Regions from separate parts of the Mus musculus genome. Here region 1 is linked to region 2. The links are chromatin contacts, called in public Hi-C maps. All regions are on one chromosome and are shown on one strand. Each heading gives the region's core, a stretch centred on a gene start, on an enhancer-like site or on the middle of the called end of the contact. The rest is flanking DNA. Distances are from core to core; before and after follow the strand shown.

Region 1 (7,059 bases), core at 4,135-6,634, 68 kb after region 2:
CCCTTGAGGTTTTGTTAGCATTACCCAATTCTAACGTAACATTCTCATAATTACTTAGTTGAAAGTATCTTCTAATTTACATGATGTTTTCCATTGGTCCAATGATGAGACATTTACTGATTAATTGCAAACACACAGAGACGGGGGCTAGTTATTTTTCCACAATAGGATTGCACCTGTGGTCAGCAACATAATATCAGTTCTGGGAAGCCTGCTTTATGCAGTGTCTGCAGCCTCCCTTTCATTTACTGGGTAAGGTCTAAGCCCTTTGTTGTGATGCAACCCTTCATGATTCGACTCACTGCCTGCTCACCCTGAGTGCCAGCAGCCATCCATCCTGTGTGCCAGCCCACTCGGGTCCTCCGGAGGCCGCTTCTCTCACCTAGTGCCTTGGCCTACATCCGCCCTCACTCGCCATCCTTCCTGTCTGTGGGGCTTGCTCTTGCCTTGCTGTGATTCCATCATGACGGCAAAAGCACATGGGAGGCCGAAGCATAAGGCAGAGGCGGAGGTAGTTCATATCACATCACAGTGCAGCAGAAGCAGGAACAAGGTGAAGACCCTCAAAGGCCACCCCAAGGACCACTCTCTTAAACTGTCTTGTCTGTCAGTCTGTCCTGCTGTTAGCCTCCTCCTTTACTGCACTGCAAAGCTAACTGTGTTTCTTTAGTGCTTAAAATCCTCTCACTGGCTGCTTCCTCCTAACTCAGCAACCGTAGTGGGCTACTGAGCTATAGTTATGCCATCTCATGAACGTATTCCTGAGAGCCCTTCTAGTGCTAAAACTATCTAGGGTAAGACTGGTCTCTGGACCAGCCATATACTCCTATACAATATGAGCCTGAGCTAAAGGTTCACTGTCTGGCTGGTTAACTGTTACCTCTCCGCTTCTGTAGTCAACGCTTGCTTTCTGTATAGTCACAATTATCTTAATTGTGTGTGTGTAAGGGGTGGGGTCCCCTTAACAACTGAAACCAACTGGAGGCTGGGGCTGTTTCCTACTTATCAGTTTGGGACAGTCCTGCCACGTGGTTAATAAGGACTCCAGCTCTCGAGAGTTCTTCTCCTTAGGTGCCCTATAACAGCACAAACTTAGCATCCCGACAAGAGCGGCCTTTCCCGGCCCTTGCATCTCACTCCTGCTCTTCCATCTGTCTTGCATGTGCCTCGCCTTATTTATTCCCCTGTAAGTCCAGGCTTGAGCTGTGGGCTCCAAGAAGCCTGTCCTGCACCCCTCCCTCAACTGTGTGTCTCTGGGTCAAACTATCCACTTTTAGATGTTCATTTTAAAATATGGAGTAAAGGCGACTGCAGGCACCCTTCAAGGTTGATTCACACTCCAAGGGCTGCCATGTGCTTCCCTATCTTAGCTCATGGAACAGCAACTGTGCTTAGGTTTTTTAAAAGCTTACCTTTCTTAATCAGACTGCAGTTTCCTCAAAATTAGAAGCAAACTCTAATTTTGGTTTCACAAATTAGGTCAAATTAATTTTGGTCTTAAAAATGACTGCCCTAGTCATACAGACTGCTAGAGTAACTTGTTTAGTGAGTGATTATATGGATGTGGGATGGATTTTGCTGAGAAACAAGGGAACATATCCCCAGTTTTCAACTCCAGACACCAACATCCTAGTACTTGGGAGGTGGTGGCAACAAAACCAAGAATAGGGAATTCAAGGCCATTCTTGGCTTCAAAGAAGGTTTGAGCCCAGCCTGGGCTACATGAGACTGAGTCTTCAAACAAGCAACAAAGTAAATGATAATTAATTAATCCTAGGCACTCAAATAGAAATTAGAAACCACAGACTACCAATGGCTACCAGCTCTTCCTCCCTCTCCCTCATTTCCTCCTCCTCTTCCTCCTCTTCTTTTTCCTCCTCCTTACAGGTCCCTCATAGACAGCACTGGGACCTGAGAAACTTTCTAACATTCAACTCACCTGGAGCACTTCTCCCAGGTCCCCAGTGGCCACACCACCTGTCACAGCAAAGCTTTCTCAAAGTCTTCCTCAATGGCTTTTTCCTCATCTCTGAAAACCCCCTTCTCGCTTGGTCCTGTCCTCAGTCTCTTCCCATGACCCTCAGCTATGGATGCGCAAGACATCTCAGGCCCAGAAGCCCCTCTCCTGTCCTCACAGCACTGGGGTGGATCCCCCTTGACTGACAGAGAAGAAACTGATCTTTCTTCTGGGCTTCGCTGGCCCCAGAGCTATGTGGGTGGCAAGGTGCTGTCAGGACTCTGTGCATGAATGTTTCCTTGTAATCCAAGATCCCCCGACTGTCATCATGTCACCTGCTGGAGTTGAGGGAAAGAGATTAGCTGGTTCTCACGGTTCCCTGACAAGCTTGGGGCCTCTCGATCTAAAAATAAACACATGCACACGATTGCAAACACACACCTATGTAAACACACACTCAAACACATTCACGCATGCACGTACACAACATCAAACTATTTTGCCTCTCTTTTTGCCTCCCTACAGCAAAGAATCTTTGGGTTAGTTTTATATATTTATATTTGTTTTATATTCGTCCTTCTATTCCTCCCCTCTGGTATAATTTAGTTCTCCCCAGTCTTTTAATTTCATTTTTATTTTTTCCCCTCTGTCTTTTTAAATGTCCCCGGGTAAGGAAAACGATGAAGTTATGTTGGCAGTGACTCAAGCTTACGGCTTTAAGGAATCTAAAATGTAGTTTTTAAAGTACCTTTGGTTTACCAGCAGGGATAACAACCAAGCTGCCCTCCAGCTATGAACCATGCAGTCAATATGAACCATGCAGTATTGCAGCAGTGAGGGCCACATGGTCTTCCTGTCTTCCCTCTGCTAGGTGGGACCATGTGAGTGAAGCACATGATAGCTGATTCCTAAGCACCCACTGAAATGCGCACAGCTCGTGTCTATGCCCAGCACTGGGGAAGCAGACACAGGGGAACCCCCAGAGCCGGAAGGCTTCGGGTTCAATGAGAGAACCTGACTCAAAAGCCAAAGGGGGGAACGACCGAGGAAGATACTTGGTGTCAAGCGTGGGCACCATGGCTGTGTACGTGCAAAGGTGTGTGTGCACACGAGTGTTCCACGCCATCCAAAGCCATCTCTCTTTATCCCAGCCATGTGTGACAGCTGCGAAGTAGTCCGTCCCCAGCAGGTTCATGGCCTACAAGCCCATTTCCAACACACTGGCACTGAGAAGTGGGTGGTGGGGCAATTTAAGAGGCAGAGCGTACTGGAGGGCAATTGGGTTTTAAAAGTACCATTTTCTCGAGGGTTAATACTTGCCAGAGAGAATATGTTACAATAATACGAATCTGGGAGCCCGAAGTGTTGATGCACTGCCTTGATCGCAGCACTCAGGAGGCAAGGCAGGCAGAGCTCTGTGAACTAAGGCCAGCCTGGCTTATCAGTCCAGTTCCAAGCTATCTCTCACTAAGTAGTCAGGGACAATCTTGAACTTCTGTTCTTCCTGCTTCCTTACCACAGCACCTGGTTTATTTAGTGCTGGGGACTGAACACTGATTTTCATACGTGCTAGGTGGGCACTCTCGACCACCTGAGCTGCATCTCCAACCCTGAAAACTATAACCCCACATAAAGTATTTTGTCATAGAAATGCAAATGGATTAGACACCATGTCGCGCATCCCCCTTTCAAGTGACTTGGACACCGTGGCAGAGCTACAGGACTCTGCAGGATGCCACTCAGATGCCCCAGGAGAAACAAGATCTGCTCATCAGCTGCTATGATCCCCCAGCTGTCAGCACTCTGGACTGACGGGCACTGTCAGCTCTGAGGTCTCGTACCCTCTCTGGGGCAGCCCTGGACCAACGGATAGTGGTGACCAAGGAACTACAAAAGCAGACTCCCCTCCCTCCATTTAAAAGGACCGGCTCAACCCCCATCTCCACGGGCACAGTGAGGTCGTTACTGAGAGCGAACCATACGTGACTTCTTACGTGAGTGTCCCTTGCATTTCTCTGCCTCCCTTCCTGTCCTTCCGGGGGCTGCTCCCACAGCCGCGCCCTGGTGAGCTTACCCCACCTGAAATTTATCTCAGAGTGTGCCTCTCTCAACAATACCACCTTGCCCACCTGCCTCACCTGAGCACTGACACCACACCTTCCCGTCAAAAACACGCGGAGACACACTGGGATGAGAGCTTTAAACCCGAGACTGCAGAGATCTAGAACTCACACAGTAGATACATGCACATGTACACAAACAATTAAAAAAAACTATTTTATAGAGGGTAAACAAGGCCATAAGTACTTTGTAAGCCCCTCTGAGAAAAAAAAACAGCTTTAAAATGGTTCTAAATAAATATTTCTACCTTGCTTGCGACCAAACAAAAACAATTACTAAATACATAAGAAAGAGTCACAAGTCAAGAAGCCAGCAATAGCACATGCCTTTAATCTCAGCACTCAAGAGGAAGAGGCAGGTGGATCTCTGTGAGTCTGAGGGCAGCCTAATCTACATAGGGAGTTCTAGGACAACCAGGGCTACATAGAGAGACTGTATATCCAATAAAAACCAACCAACCAAACAAACAAACAAAAATAACCCACTAAGAATCTATTACCCATCTCTGCTGGTAACTGATATTTTTTTAAGATTAATTTATTTATTTTACGAGTATGAGCACACTGTAGCTGTCTTCAGACACACCAGAAGAGGGTATTGGATCTCATTACAGATAGTTGTGAGCCACCATGTGGTTGCTGGGAATTGAACTCAGGCCCTCTAGAAGAGCAGTCAGTGCTCTTTACCGCTGAGCCATCTCTCCAGTCCAACTAATATTATTTTAATTATGAACATCTATTTTAAAATGTTTTGACATTAATGTATATATTGTGTGTGTTTATGTATGTGTGGGTAAAAATGCATGTGGCGATCAGAGGACAACTTGCTGGAGCCGGTTCTTGCTTCCACTAAGTGTGTTTCAGGGATCGTGCACAGGATGGCAGGCTTGTGGCGAGTGTCCTTCCTCACTGAGCCTGTAATCAGCTATTTCCAATGCTCACCACGGTGTAGTGCTAAGAGGTTTACTTAGATTATCTCCCTGATAATCTTAGGTTCGAAGCGTAGGAACATAAGCCCAAAGCTGCAGAGCCAGGACTCAGTGTCAGGCAAGAGGCTCTGAAGCCTCAGTGATTGTGTATGTGCTAGCTTGCTGCACCACCCCTAATGTCTCCCATACTGCTCTGTAATCCACTGGACAGCCTGTAAGAGAGGAGGGAAGGTGACTCGGAAACCCACCCCTTCCCCTCTCACCCCTCTCACCTCTGAGGTCGGCTCGCACAGTGCCCTGACTCCTAGGTGCACACAGCTGAGTTGAAGGACAGTAAGCAAGCAGCAGCTGGACTTGGCCAAAAGCCATCCGTGCTATTGCAATCAAAGGGTTCTGCTGCCCCCTTGTGGCCCAGGCCGACTGCTACTCCGCGATGCTCCAGTACAGAGCTGAATACCATATAAAGGCACTTGGCCACCAGACACTAATCAGTAGGAGGTCACTCTGATTGGCTCAAAGTGGAACAGATTTAATAACTCAAAAATGTGATTTTGTCACTCCTCTGTGCCAAATACTGCTCATAATAAGAAAGCTCATAATAATGACACGTTAGAGCCCAGAGGAAAATGTTTCAAAACTATTTTATAATAAAAGGAATGGAATAACAAGTTGCACTGACTTTGAATGATGACAAACACTTTAGAGCATTGCCAGACCCATGCAAAACTCCTGACACTTTTGTCTTGCATCTGAAGATACATTCTAGAAACCTTTTCCTACCAGTACATAGAGGCCCTCTAGCTCCAGCCTCAGACTCACTAAATGGGAACCTAATTCATTAATTTGTTCCCTGCTGATAAACACCTAAATAGCTGCCAAACACTTGCTACTAAAAAACAAAGAAACAATGTCAGGTTAGAGAGATGGCTCAGCCTCTAAGAGTACTCACTGTTCTTACTGAGGACCCAGGGAATCTTCTAGCCTCTTCTGGTCTTGGGGCACCAGGCACACACATGGTACACAGACACACGTGCAGGCAAGACACCCACACACAAAAGAGAAAAGGAAAAATGACAGTGCAAGCAAACACACAGAAAATCCTGCAGTGGGTAACTCTGCAGGAACGCTGTGGATGAACTCTTGGGAGTGGGAATAGTGGGTCACACAGCATGGTGAGAGCATGTATGCACACAGAAACACATAGAGAGACACACACACATATACACACACAGACACATACACAAACACAAACAGAGGCACATGCATATACATACACACATACACACACACACATAGATGCATACACACACAGACACACACATGCTCTTTGGCACCCTCTCTTCCTCCAGCCCGACTCTCCCCAGCACTCTCTCACACCTTCTTCAGTCTCACAGACTCCCTCCCCCCCTCCCTCTCCCTCTCTCTGTCTCTCTTCCCAGCACTCTCTCTCACCTTCTCCAGTCTCACAGACACACATTCTCTCTCTCTCTCTCTCTCTCTCCCTCTCTCTCTAGCACTCTCTCTTACTTTATTCAGTCTCACATCTCCCAGCTTTCTTCCTGGAAGGCAACCAAAGTTATTATTTCTAGATTTCGTGCTCACAGTTATTTTATACACACGTATGCAAATCTAGATGTGATCTAGGCTTATGTATAGATAAACATGAACATATGTACAATTTCCCACCCTCTTCTGAATAAATGAAGACATTTATACCCAAAATAGAACAGTGTTAACGGGACTCTGTAGACAGCTACCTTCAAGATCATGCTGCGGCTTCAAACATTTTTCAACTTATATTTGGGCCTTTTGCCAGCCCACTGCTGGGGACTCACTGGGGACGACTAGACTAGAAATACTGGTTTCCACCAAAGCCTTCTGGATCTGAGGTTCTCACCAAGTTCACTGGGCCAGAGATGGGGGTGTGGGTGTTGGAGAGATGGCCCAGTGGTTAAGAACGCAAGCTGCTCTTCTAGAGGGCTCAGGTTCACACACACACAAACACACACACACATACACACACACACACACACACACACACACACACAGCAGC
Region 2 (7,028 bases), core at 4,117-6,616:
TTCTGCTATAATATTTGGGGGTCTTTTGATCTGATAGTGGGGGTGTTCTGAGCTAATGCTTAGTCTTTGGTGCTCATTGCTTGCCCGGAACGTGTAAGACTTGTAATTTTCACAGTGACAGGAGCTTCTGACAGAGAACTCCACACTCCTTGGAATCACGGGGTGACAGGAACATATCAATACAAATGAAGAGACTGTCAATGGACACCCAGGGAGCCTCAGGGGAGGGGCTGGCTTCAGGTGGACCAGTCACGTGATCAGAGGACTGACAGTTTCAGCCCCATCGGCCTGGCCTGTATCCTCCAGGCACGTGAGGAGGGCTAAAGGGAGAGTAGATCACCACTGCTAACAGTGTCATGCTCACACTATCATCACACTGAGGAATCCACTGAATACAGCAAGACAAGAAAAAAGAGTAAGAGGCACCGTGGCCAGTGAGACGGCTTAGAGGGTGTAAGTGCTCGCCTCAAGTGTGAGTACGTGGATTTAAACCCAGAACCCACATGATGGGGGAAGGACAGAGCGCACTCCAAAGTTGTCCTCTGACCTCCACATGTGTGCTGTGGCATGCCCCACCCCATTATACACATGATGATAAGTAAGATAAAATAAAAAATATATAAACTACTATACTGGAAAGGATGAAATGAAACTGTCTGCAGTAACAGAAGCCACGACTGTCCAACTGTGTGTGAATTTGTTACAAGGACAATGTTTGGCAAAATAGCTGGCATAGGCCAGCTGATTTTCAATAAGTGTGGACAGGTAATTCAGTGTTTCTGTATATGGGTGGGTGTCTGTCTGTCTGTCTGTCTGTCTGTCTCTCTCTCTCTCTCTGTGCACATATGTGTGTTGACGGGGTCACCAACACTATTTTGGAACTGCTAAACACCCATATGTAAATAAAGAAATCTCAAGCTCTTACATGCCACTATATACAAACAATAACTCAAAACAGATCAGAGGCTTAAATGGGAAAGCTAAACCCACAACAATTCTGGAAGAAAACAAGGAAAAAAAAGCCTTTCTGACCTTGTGTTTGAGAAATATTTCTTAGATACAATACCCTTAAAAGAGAAAAGGTGATGAGTTAATATTAAAGTTTCCCTACTATAAAGAATCCAGAGAATAACAAATTTCTACCTCGCCCCACCCTGCAGACCCAGGGCAGGATGCTCAGCAGCTGGGACTGTCAGACACTGCTGGTGGGAAAGAAAACTGGTACCCACACTGAAAGACAGCTTGGCAGTCTCTTACAAGTGAGCCACACATAAGAGGTTGGATCCAGTCAGTCATTGCACTTCTAGGGATTCGCTAACAAAAGGTGAACATATGTATTATTCGAAATCCAACACTCTGTTTCAATGGCTTTTTCTCTTCCCTTAAGCCATGCCCCAGTGCTCTGGTGGCTTTCTTTATAATGGCTTCCAATTGGAATTGCCTCCCATGTCTTGAACAGCAGCATTACATCTCTATAATGGAGCATTACTCAGTAACCAAAGGGAGGCAACAGCTAGGATATACAACGGCTGCACGGACTGTGAATACATCACACCAAGTGTGAGAGGCTGCCTGTAAAAGCTGTATGATGCTGCCCATAAGACATTTCAGGAACACTGCAGGGTTAGAAAGTAGGTCAGCAGTTGCCAGGTGCTGAGGGTGAGAGAGGGGCTCACCAAAAAGTGACCCAGGGAATCTGGGGGAGATGGGAATGCGCTGCTGCTCACACAAAGTCCCAAATGACACCAAAAGGCAAACTTTAGTGTTCATAAATTAAACTTCAACGAATCTTGTTTTTGATAAAATTACAATATACATGTTATGTAATCAACTTGGGAGGCAGAGGCAGGATGACCTCTGGGAGTTCGAGGCCAGTCTGGTCTGTGCAGCAAGCTCTAGGCCAGCCAGGGCTATATAGTAAGACCTTGTCTCAAAAAAAAAAAAAAAAGAAAGAAAGAAAGAAAAAGAAAAAAGAAAAGAAAGAAAGAAGGAAGGAAAGAGAGAGAAAGAGAAAGAAAGAAAGAAAGAAAGAAAGAAAGAAAGAAAGAAAGAAAGAAAGAAAGAAAGAAAGAAAGGAAGGAAGGAAGAAAGGAAGAAAGAAGAAAAATAAAAAAGCTATAGGGAAGCTGGATGGACAGTTTGAGGATGCTGGATGGATGGACAGTTTAGAGGATGCTGGATGGATGGACAGTTTAGAGGATGCTGGATGGATGGACAGTTTAGAGGATGCTGGATGGATGGACAGTTTGAGGATGCTGGATGGATGGACAGTTTAGAGGATGCTGGATGGATGGACAGTTTGGGGATGCTGGATGGATGGACAGTTTAGAGGATGCTGGATGGATGGACAGTTTGGGGACAGAACTTGGGCTTGGCTCTTAGCATCCCCCAGAAAAATGAAAATATCTAAAAGAAGATGGAGCCATGTAACGCAGTAATATGATAATCTCCAACATAACTTTTAGGAACAAAGAATGAACTATAGAGCAATAGAACACATTTCAATGTGTGATGATAGAGGCTGTCTCTGGGGAAATGGTCAAGAGCCACATTCCCTACCTACCCACTCCCAAGCTTGTATTACTTTCAGTTACAAAAGAAACCTATGTCCTGGTCAAAGAACACTTACAAGCATCTGGGCTAGGGATGAGCAATGTAGCTCATCCCTAGTAGTGTAGAATACTGTGCCTCACACTTTTCAGGGATTTAGTAACAGTTAGAAGAGGCAAGCAGTGGGAGTTGGTTCAGAAGGCAGAGCTCAGACTGGGAGAACCTGTCTGGGCAGCAGCTACTCTAGCCCTTACTTTTCACATGGAGCTAGGTGGGACTGCTCAGGATGGATCAGAGAGTGAGCATCCCACTCAAGACCTTGGATCTGCTTTGGTACCAGCTGTTTCCTAGCATCCCTCTTACAAACACATTGCATGTCTTGAGCGTGGGCTTGTAAAGATAGGAGGCAAATCCTTCCTTCAGAGAGCAGAGCTGTCCCCGTACCCCCGCTACATCTTGATGCCCAGAATCGAGACAACGTAGCTTGTCACCCCGTTCCTCATCAAGTCCTGATTGTACGCATAATGTTTTGTGCTCTGTGTAATGGTGATCTGTGTGTTATTGAAATGCTGATTTCTCAGCCCTCATACCTTGTTTCAATCCAGGCATGGCACTGTAACGCTTCTGTCAAGAATCTCCTGTCTCAAGTTTGTATAAACAACTCGTACCATTTATTTATTCTCTGCCTTGTCAATAAAAGCTGATAACTCAATGGCTGAGCAGAAGAGAGACTAGTTCCATCAGCTAGTGGAAGAAGAGAGAGAGGAAGGGAGAGGCAGACCTATCATGAGGAGGAAGGAGGAAAGAATTCTTGAGAGTTCAGCCAAAACATGGAAGACTTAATTGCAAGTTATCACTGGGATACTAGCTGGGAGATAGCCAGATTATCTTAGGGGCTAAGATAGATTATCTGACTGCCTAGATACTGAGGTGAAGTTTGGAAATAAATCTGAGCCTCTCTGTGTCACTATTGGGAACTAGCTAGGATAAAGAAATGTAGTCAATCATATTAATTTACTAAATACATTTGTAGTAAAGGTGACATTTACACTTGATAGAAACATTTGATAAACAGAATTTCCCACACCAGACACAGACTTTCTTGGCAAGCCTGAAATAAGGGAGATCAGGCACCCCAGAATGCAAAACGGACAGCCAGGGAAGGTACTAAAATACAGACAACTCAGGAAGCATTCTTCATTCTTGCTTTATTTGGCTGTCTCTCTGAGGCCAGCCAAGGGGACCGAGCTTGGATTAACCAATGATTCCAGGACCAGAAGTGTCAATGCTTCGCCTGGTGGCTCTGGACACCTGACTTCCAGGGGCCAGTCAAGCACATTCTACCCCCTGCCCCCTCTAAATACACTGCAAGGCCAGACCCAGCGCTTAGAGGCTGGATGCAACACAGAGTATGACAAGAGCAGTGTGGGCGGTGTGGACCCCACAAAATCAAAGTCCTTCCCTGGGCACCAGTGAACTAGACAGAGGAGGGGACCTAGGTGACCGGCTCATGAGAAGGTCATGTTCTCGCCGGCATTCCACATGATTGAGTCACAGCCCACACTATCCCAGCATCGAGAGCAAGGACCACATACCTGGGGAAGATGGCAGTCATCATGGCTGAAGCGTAGCCGGGTTTGCAAGCTCCCTCGGAAAAGTTTGCGTACTTGGTGGCTAGCTCGGCAGGCCTGCGGGAGAGAGAGAAGGTCAGAGCTGGGCACAAGAACAGCGGGAAGATCATCAGTCCACCAGGAGCTGCGGAGACTGAAATGGAATAGAGCCTTTCTACATCAAGTTCCTAAGAGAATTAGCCCTATAAAAATGGTTCCTCGGTGGCCTCCACAAAAGGGGCACCCTTCATTTCCTTTTACAGATTTTTTTGTAGTAAGACTGATCACCACAAAGGCTCTACGGCTGGGCAGGCAGTGCTCCCCGGGGAGCACTGCTGGACATAGCTTGTAAGGCCTTGACACATGCAAAGGCACAGGCTTTTGTAGTTCCCAGGCACGACCCTACCTGCCCAGTCTCCTGCTTTTATCCCCTCCACTCCCTCTATGATCCACCCAGTGGGAACATGCATGGCGAACGCATATGCGTTATGGAGCTACTGATGGATCAGTTTGACCTTCAGTTGAGCGTGCTCTACCCGGGGGCCCTCCCCCTGGAGAATGCCACACCTTCAAAACTCAATTCGGAGATGGGCTTCACAGGAGCGATCCCCTGACCCACTGACTGGGCTGTCTGCCTCTCTGCCCTGGCAGTCTCCTGACCCGGCATCCTTATCCTATGCCCACCCCCGGCTGCGCTGCTCCTCCACAGAACTGTCTCTCACTCCAGCATAAATTCTTGGGATCAGACCTCTGCCTGCACTTCGCACAGAGATGGGTACATGAAGCCCCCCCCCTATACATATTTTAAACCAAACCAATACTGGCAGCCTCCCTGTGATCTGAAGAAACCCCTGAAACCCCTGAAGAAACCCCGGGAAGCTTCAGGGTGGAGACTGCGAGCGAGCGCTATCTGAGGGCCGTGTCCTGGCCTTGTCTTGGCAGAGTGACTGACTATAACTGGATCATCTCTAGGCATCAGGTTTCCAAACCCTGACGTGTTCAGTGTGGTTCTGGAGTCACCACCCTCCACCACAGCTCTGCCCTGTGCCGTCTGGGAAACATCAGGACATCTTTAGTAAATGACCCTGTGAACACCAGGACTGAAGGCCTTGCCGGTGGTGTCACCTGCTCACTTAGATTCCCAGCCTCTGAGCTGCTCCCTTACCCCACCCCCGCCCCTTGCTCAATCCACACCAGGGCCAGGCTGCCTTGATGGGTGTGGCTCAATAGCAAGCTGGCCTTCAGCATGACCCCTGCAGTGTGGGAGTGTGTCTGCTGGACAGCCAGGAATGACCATATGTCATCAGCCGGGCTGTCAAGTTCAATTCACCCCTGAGGTGTTGTCCAGGGCTTTATGCAAGGGATTGCTCATTAAGTATACACAGAATTTTAGAAATCTACATTTTCAAGCCTTCCCTACCAATGAGATGCAAATGAGATGCAAATGTGAAGAGGGCCTGCAACTTTATTTGATAAACAAAACAAAGTTAAAGGTTCTAACGGGAGAAAGAAAGCTGTAAACAACTCTATTTTGGAAATGAAATATGGATGTCACTGCAATTCTGGAGCTTACTGGAAGCTCCTGGATGAAGGACGGTGACTAACAGCCTTTCCTCTCAATAGCCCTGGGAGTGGGTGCCCTGCATCACAGATAGATGCTTGAGGCTTAGAAAGATGAAGAGCCAGACCCAAGAGCATGCAGCTGCCTCTGCTCTCGGTGGGGATGCTGTCGTGACACCACCAGTGACACGATCACAGAGGCTGGCCTGGAGCCCAGCGCCAGTGGGAGCAGTTGACATGGCCGGATATGGGTAGAAATGAGGGTTAAGAAGGCCTCGCCCCACTCTTTCAAAGCATGTACACAGCGCTGTGGTATTTTGAGTGCCTTTGTGCCATGTCTCCAGAACCCTCACCCTCAGGGCTGTCCAACTCGTACCGAGTGTCTGTGGTCTTTCTGAATTCCAGAAAGTTTACAAAGAAGCTGGAAGACAGATGGCAGCTGCCATCCACAACACGGGGCATTGAAGAATGCAATGCTCAAGAGACAAACCTCTGACCATATCTTTCCTCTCCTGCTGCATGATCTCAGCTCTTGGAAGGCACCTGAAGAATGGCTATTGGACAGCCCAAGGCTCCTGGGCTGGGGTGATCCATGCTGGAGAGGAGGGCCAGCATGCCAGATGGGGTGCAGAAAAGTGGGAGACGGCAGAGCAGGCAGAAGTCTGTTCCTCCTAGGTGTGCAAGGTGACCAGTCAGGAATGATGAATGCTAACCAATTCATTTAGAAAAGCAAGCCTGGGTATAGTAACGCATGCCAATCATCACCAAATTAAAATGCCTTAGAAATGGCCTCCCGAAAGTCCCAGTGAGAGAAGAATAGGGGGAGTGTTGAGGATTCTGAGTCATACAGAATGCTGGGACCTCTGGGGCAGACAGCGGTCAAACCCACTAAGATTAATGGTTGCCAGCTCCCTCAGGCCAGAATAGTTAGTTTCTCTAGGCACTCACTCCAAATGCCAGGAGGCCCCCAGATGTCTGATCAAATCATTCCGCCCTTGTTCTCCCCGTACTCTGCAGCTGGCCTTTCACTGTGGAAGATGGAGTGCCGCATCCACTAAGAGCACCCATTGTGCGGTGAACGTGACTAAGAAGCCCCTGGGGTGAAGAGTATAAACCACACACTCTTCAGAGGAAGCCCAGATGACCAGACTGGAACCCAAAAGAAAACCCAACTCCCATTCCCCCACTCTGTTCGGAAGGGCAGAGTTTAGGGAAGCAGGCCAAGTCCTGCTAGTGAATGGAACGAGGGCCACATCTGGACTCAGGCTTCCTGAGAACACTGACAAGGGAGAAGAAACGGAGAATCCC

The links. Hi-C and Micro-C count contacts between places; a contact is called where the count stands out from the background.
Region 1: a Hi-C map of the N1E-115 cell line shows a contact between it and region 2, with 7 times the contacts expected there. The contact joins two enhancer-like sites. A contact is called at or near these places in 1 of 39 promoter capture datasets (hippocampal neurons), 10 of 484 Hi-C or Micro-C datasets (the AtT-20 cell line, the C2C12 cell line, the G1E-ER4 cell line and 7 more) and 3 of 115 datasets of contacts at active chromatin or transcription factors (embryonic stem cells and fibro-adipogenic progenitors).

What each region holds. Positions count from the first base shown.
Region 1 is chr4:118,078,392-118,085,450 of GRCm38.p6, forward strand. The region is part of intron 2 of St3gal3 (ST3 beta-galactoside alpha-2,3-sialyltransferase 3); the gene reads right to left. Among named protein-coding and RNA genes, the nearest start is that of St3gal3, 53 kb to the right of the region's middle. Within about 2 kb of position 5,385, at least 47 of the 459 cell types and tissues checked have an H3K27ac peak or open chromatin away from gene starts, as enhancers often do. A contact at or near this core is called in the N1E-115 cell line and fibro-adipogenic progenitors, where this site is marked.
Region 2 is chr4:118,010,560-118,017,587 of GRCm38.p6, forward strand. St3gal3 (ST3 beta-galactoside alpha-2,3-sialyltransferase 3) reads right to left here. Exons shown (of 12, transcript NM_009176.5): 5 at 4,146-4,238. Among named protein-coding and RNA genes, the nearest start is that of 9530034E10Rik, 39 kb to the left of the region's middle. Within about 2 kb of position 5,367, at least 78 of the 459 cell types and tissues checked have an H3K27ac peak or open chromatin away from gene starts, as enhancers often do. A contact at or near this core is called in the N1E-115 cell line and fibro-adipogenic progenitors, where this site is marked.